Linked DNA regions of Mus musculus: region 2 is linked to region 1. Evidence: chromatin contacts called from public promoter capture Hi-C data. All regions are on one chromosome and are shown on one strand. The core of a region is the stretch at or near the end of the contact, and the rest is flanking DNA. Distances in the headings are between cores, read along the strand shown. Region 1 holds the start of Mrps17 (mitochondrial ribosomal protein S17). Region 2 overlaps Adgrd1 (adhesion G protein-coupled receptor D1).

Evidence for each region. Promoter capture Hi-C pulls out the DNA fragments that hold promoters and counts their contacts.
Region 2: a promoter capture Hi-C map of embryonic stem cells shows a contact between it and region 1, with 3 times the contacts expected there. The contact joins the enhancer-like site here to the promoter of Mrps17 in region 1. A contact is called at or near these places in 15 of 39 promoter capture datasets (the 3T3-L1 cell line, the C10 cell line, the HPC-7 cell line and 8 more), 2 of 484 Hi-C or Micro-C datasets (both in uterus), 7 of 115 datasets of contacts at active chromatin or transcription factors (embryonic forebrain, embryonic stem cells and neural tube) and 2 of 9 other capture datasets (embryonic stem cells and liver).

Annotation. Positions count from the first base shown.
Region 1 is chr5:129,713,889-129,716,937 of GRCm38.p6, forward strand. It overlaps Mrps17 (mitochondrial ribosomal protein S17), which reads left to right and starts at 1,609. Exons shown (of 4, transcript NM_001356959.1): 1 at 1,609-1,661; 2 at 1,796-1,875; 3 at 2,839-2,978. The coding sequence starts at 2,856.
Region 2 is chr5:129,195,555-129,198,603 of GRCm38.p6, forward strand. The region is part of intron 20 of Adgrd1 (adhesion G protein-coupled receptor D1); the gene reads left to right. Among named protein-coding and RNA genes, the nearest start is that of Gm46923, 80 kb to the left of the region's middle. Within about 2 kb of position 1,602, at least 9 of the 459 cell types and tissues checked have an H3K27ac peak or open chromatin away from gene starts, as enhancers often do. A contact at or near this core is called in embryonic stem cells, where this site is marked.

The DNA.
Region 1 (3,049 bases), core at 359-2,858:
AAATATATTGTGTCTGTGGGGGGGGTGTCTTAGGGTTTTACTGCTGTGAACAGACACCGTGACCAAGACAACCCTTATAAGGACAACATTTAATTGGGTCTGGCTTACAGGTTCAGAGGTTCAGTCCATTATCATCAAGGCAGGAGCATGGCAGCGTCCAGGCAGGCATGGTGCAGGCAGAGCTGAGAGTTCTACATCTTCATCTGAAGGCTGCTAGCAGAACATTCGCTTCCAGGTAGCTAGGATGAGGGTCTTAAAGGTCACACCCCCAGTGACACACCTACTCACACAAGGCCACACCCGCTAATCGTGCCACTCTCTAGGCCAAGCATATACAAACCATCACAGTGTGTGTGTGAGTATAGTGTGTGTGTGTGTGTGTGTGTGTGTGTGTGTGTGTGTGCATAAGCCACAGAACAAAGTGGAAACTGAAGGACAGTTTTGGGGACTAGGTTCTTCCTTCCACCATGTGATTGTGAGAATTGAAATTGGACAATCAGGCTTGGTGGTAAGAATCTTCACCTGCTGAGCTATCTGAACGGCTTGAGTTTTTCTTTTTTTTTCATTTGTATGTGCTTGTGTGTGTGTGTGTGTGTAAAGAAATGTTCTCTGTATTTACACTCTTTTATTACCTACTTCATAACTGGTTTGGTTGTTTCTCACTTGCCTCTAATAGACTTTTGTCTCCCTTTTATTCATCTTTTCCCTGCAATGCCTAACAGATTCTTAGAATATATATTCCATAAATGTTTGCTAAAAAAAAAAAAAGGGTTGGACAGATTGATGCGTTGTTTTATTGTTGTTATTTTAATACTGGGGATTGTTTCTAGGACATGGTGCATGAAAGAAAAGCCCTTGGCCATTTGACCATATTTCTGTGCCACCACGTCCCCCTTTAATATTAACTTGAAATTTTTTGACCTACATATTATACATCTTTATGAGATACACTGTGATATTGCAGTGCACACATACAGTAATGTCAGGGTAGTTGGCATATCCATACACTTATCACATCTTTGCCTTAAAAATATTCCAAACCACCTGTATCTGCTGCTTTGATGTATGCAAATATTACACTGTGCAACAGGATATTAGAAATTATTGTAGATCAAGCCTGTAATCCAACCCTGGAAAGGCGGAGGCAAGGCAGATGTAGTGTGAGACTGAAGAAAAGAAAAGAAAAGAAAAGAAAGGAAAGGAAAGGAAAGGAAAGGAAAGGAAAGGAAAGGAAAGGAAAGGAAAGGAAAGGAAAGGAAAGGAAAGGAAAGGAAAAGAAAAGAAAAGAAAAGAAAAGAAAAGAAAAGAAAAGAAAAGAAAAGGAGTTTCTGTCTGACAAATACAAGGCCCTTTGATTTGAAGACATGTCCAATCTATTCCTGGGAAATCAAAAGAGCAGGAAACAAAATGGAATCGGAAAAGGTAGGACCCTCCTGCGCATCTATTGCAGTGCCTATAAAAAAAGAATAAGCGGGATACAATTAGCCCCAGGACTTCCGCCGGGAGGTGCTTGTTCAAATAGATTGGGCGCGTTCTTATCTTTAGCCCCGCCCAAGACTGACAGGACTGGCGCCCTGTGAAATGGGAGGGGTGGGGCTAGCGCACCGTGAGCGTCATCACGCTGCGCCCATGCTCCGCCGGCCTTGTGGTGGACTCCGGAGGTGAGCGAGGGTGTCAACCAGGTCTGGGTTCTGGGGGTCAGCAGTGCTGCGTCCCGTGTCAGTTTCCCTGGTGGTTTCGGTAGCGACTGATTCTCAGAGCGGCCCCGAGTCATAGTCTCGTCTTTCCTCTACAGGAACCTGGCTCACCGGCCGAGGTCTTGCCGTGAGCCCTTGTGTGTACAGTAGCAGGCTGTAACTGAGACAGACAGCTGCAGTAAGTGCTGTGGCCTCGAGATCGTGCCCTGGTAACGACAAGGAATCAACACCGCAGACTCGAGAGTTGAGCGCTTCAAACAACCCCGTTTATTAGTAATACTCCCTAACCCGGGACCAGTTCCAAGAAAGGTTACCAAGTGACAAGGTGTTTCTAAATGGTTACAGCACAAATAATAGTGGGTAAAGAGTAAATAAGGTGACTTGTCTTCTAGTGAGCTCGTAGGTACCTGTAGGTAGAAGAGCTTTGCTCTGTAGAGCTTCTGTGATCAGTAGCAGGGGAATTTTTCCGAATGATTAAGTTAGCTGGTCTCTTAACTGCTTATTTTCCCACTGTATCCTTCCTCATTTGGATAGAGGGACTCCAGTGTGACCAGTTTACTTGTGTGCTTACACACTAATAGTTCCTCGAAACACTTGTGAGCAGGCCATGTTATTCCTAACTTTTCTGTATAGGGAATATGAGGGTTAGATCCATTTTCTACTTTGTAACTATTATAAAGATAAGACCTTTAAGGACCTCTGGCCTGGCTGTTTCAGAAAAGTAGAAAAAATGACTACTGGACACAGGCATTGCTCCTGACAAAATTCACTTGATAAGCTCTAACCATCTGAAGGCTAGTTTAAATGGGGTATTGTGGCACCAGCCTGTGTATAATTTCAGAGGATCCCCTGTAACGGGTGCTACAGAGGTTTTGAGCCACCATAAGGGTGCTGGAAACTGCACCCAGGTCCTCTGGAAGAGCAACCAGTGCTTAGCTGCTTAGGTATCGCTCTAGCCCAACTCATGGGAGGCTAATGTAGAAACATCTCCCAATTTAAGGCAAGCCTGGGCTACCGTGGAGAAAGGTAAACTTCAAAAAAATGAAACAAAGCCATTGGTTTGTTAATGGATAGGGGAAAGGGGGCAAGACTGTGTCTTAACAATGTTAAGCTTTGAGGGTATTTTCTTGTTTTATTTTAGGTGCTTACAGACACATAATGTCAATAGTCCGTTCATCCGTCCACGCCAAATGGGTTGTGGGGAAGGTGATTGGTACAGCCATGATAAAAACGGCTAAAGTAAGAGCGACCAGACTTGTTTTGGATCCCTACTTACTGAAGGTGAGGACCAACACTTGTTTTAAAATGCCATCGATAAAGTTACCAACATTCCACTGCAGCTGTTCTCAGCC
Region 2 (3,049 bases), core at 352-2,851, 520 kb before region 1:
CAGATACAAAACCACAGACATGTAGATAAGTCAGTACAGATGTGGTGGACCAGGTCTTAGGTCTCCAGATGAAACCAGACACCCTGGCTATGTTGAGGGCAGAAACAAAACCCAGAAAAACCCTATAAAAAGAGATATGGTGATGAGTCAGGGCAGATAGCAATGTGAGCAGCTTTGCTGCTGTTGGGACACTGTAGTTTTTGATGAGATCAGTCCCAAAAATCCCAACGTGATCGACTACCACATTTACATGTTTGTGAAACACTCCATCTTGAGTCGATCGTCCTGTTGGCAGCCTGGTTTAGGAAGCACGGAAACACGGAGCTAAGTATCTGGACTTTGATCCTCGGAGATCTGAGATGGCATCACCTTCTACAGTGTCCAGAGGAGGTGCTGTGACCTTGAGCTCATGTGACCTGCCCATCCTGATGTAACTTGTAAGCTTATAGGTGGAGCTGGGTAGTGTGACCTCTGACCTCAAATAAGGTTCCCAGACACTCCCCCAAAGGCAGAATCCCACTGGCTCTCTCCGAGGCCCATCACTGTCCCTGAGTCAGTAGAACCTAGTTTGGTGACCCCCCCAGGGATGCTGTTGACATGTTCAATGAAAAATAAAAAATAAAAAACGAGTTTCAGGTAATTTTCTGTTTAATTTTTAATTGCTCTAAATTAAAAAGTAGTTAGGCAATTTGATTTTTAAATTTGTCAACATGGTTGAGAAGAAATCTTAGGAATATATGCAAAAAAATCAGAATATATGAACAATCTTTGCCTGTGTCTACTACTCTGCCCCCAGTGTGAACTCTCCCTAAGGGAAGAGCAAGCTTGGTACTAGCTTTTCGATCACCCTGATTTTTCTACAGTCTGGGCACCTCCAACTGTATGCTCACCCCAATAGGCAGGCAGAATGACCAGGGCTGTGTTATAGGTGTGACCTACAGAGCCCGAGGGTCCACATCTGTAATCCGACGGTGCGTAACCGTGTGCTTCTAATCATCAGCCAGCAGGCTCTACAGATGTGTGAGGTAGCCGAGCTATGCATTCCCAAAGTGAAAGGGCCAGGCTGGCAGCATGCCAGTGGGAAAGTGGCTCACTCTGCCCACCCCACCCTCCACCTTCCAAATCAGGGGAAAGGCAAGAAGAATTGTGTTGTTTAAAAACTCCAGCACTCTGGAAACCAAAGGTATTCAAATGAAAAGACGTGGCAGGTGGGCCGGAAGGGTCTGTGACCTTGTGGCTGGGAGCTGCTAGCTCTCCATTCTCCGTTGAAGACACAGAGGGTGCTCTGTGGGATATGGGGCACACCGCCTGGTGTAACCATGACTGAAGATAGCAGGATGCTCTCAGGTGTCAATGATGGTGGTGGTCTGGGGGTGACACCCCCGCCCCTGGGATCAGTCACCCCGAATAGCTTGTCCAAGTACGAATATAACTAAGTCTAAAAGCCATCGCCCCCACAGTCTCTCCTTGCTCCCATCAAATGCAGTTTTCTGGCCACTGTCAACTGTTGTAGGAAGGCTGGAGGGCAGCAGAATTACTGGACACTGCGTGACACTGTGCTTGCTGGCTATGCATTAACCTCTCCCATCTTCTCCGACCTTGGGAGACTCTGTTGTTACCCAGGGCAACAGGCACAGAGGGAAGGTGATGGTTAAGCTTTTGTTCATGTCTGATGGTAGTATAAGCAAGAGTCTAGACAGGACAGGCGAGGTACCCACAGTGCCTCAGCGCCTTGATTTTTTTTTTTTATTCTTTCTTTTTTTTCCCCCTGGGAACAGCATAGCACAGACCCAGAATTGTCTCATCTGAAAACCTTTAACAAAAGGCTCTGAAATGACTGATGGGAGCTGGGAGGAGGCAGCGGGAAAGGGCTGGAGTGGAAAAGTACCTGCTGGAACCAGAGCAGGGATAGCATCTCACGTTCCCCACCCCCTCAAATCACGCATTCTATGCTGGGGTGGGGGTGGGGTCCTCAGAATGGTCCGCGACTCATCCACCTGGGCTACTAACACCGAAGGGCTGTAGGGTTGGAGGTCTTGAATGCCAGCCTCTCTAGGGTTGCCTGGTTCAGCTGCTTGCAAGGCTGGAGAGGCCAGCAGCCTCTCTGTAAGGCCTGATGGTAAAGACTGTAAGTTCCAAGGTTGTGAGCCTGTAGCTGGCTTCATGAGTATCATGATGATTTTAACACTTAAGGGAACAGGCTCTGGCCACACATAGCTCTCACAACCTTCTCCTCCCCCTCCCGCAACCCCCCCAAGGATCCCCTCAACAAAGAGAGACTCAGGGAGGAGTCGTTCCCCCTGCTAGTCCCACCTTGTCCTTTAATATTTAGGATCAAGGAGAGCTGCTAGGTAAGAGAGGAGCTGGGTGAGAGTCTGTCTCTGGAGTGCTGACTTAGGATGGGAGCCAACCAGCAGGTCTCTACCCAGGAGCAGGGGCAGGGGCAGGGGCAGGGGCAGGAGCAGGAGCAGGGGCAGGAGCAGGGGCAGGGGCAGGGGCAGGAGCAAGGGCAGGAGCAGGGGCAGGAGCAGGGGCAGGGGCAAGAGCAGGAGCAGGGGCAGGGACAGGGGCAGGGCTGGGCAGAGAGAACACCCAATACGGCTTTCAAACATCACATATGTGGGCGATGAGAGCCGGCTGCCACATGTGGACTGGACAAACGGGGCATCTCCTCTTTGCCTGGTTGGATTGCAGCAGCCCGTCTTTCTCATCCAGTAGGAAGCAGAGAATTCCCAGGACCAACAGAGATGTCCAGGGTCAAATGGAGTGAGCAAGCATGAGATGAGCTTTGAGCTGGTTTATCTGACCCCGAAGGTCACACTCGTTCTTCTTGCTCGGATGCTGGTGGGATGGAAACTGAGCCCCTGCCTTGTCTGCCTTTGCTCAGGAGCATACAGAGAGGCAGGTGTATGTGGTATCTGTCCTGCTCAAAGCCCGAAGACCTGCCTTGAATTTGTTCCCTCTGTGTTCCCTGCTGGCTAAGGAGTCGTGACAGTGGGGCAGGTTCCAGTGTCCCGTGGATAGGTCTGGCTCCTTATTGTCTCCCTCT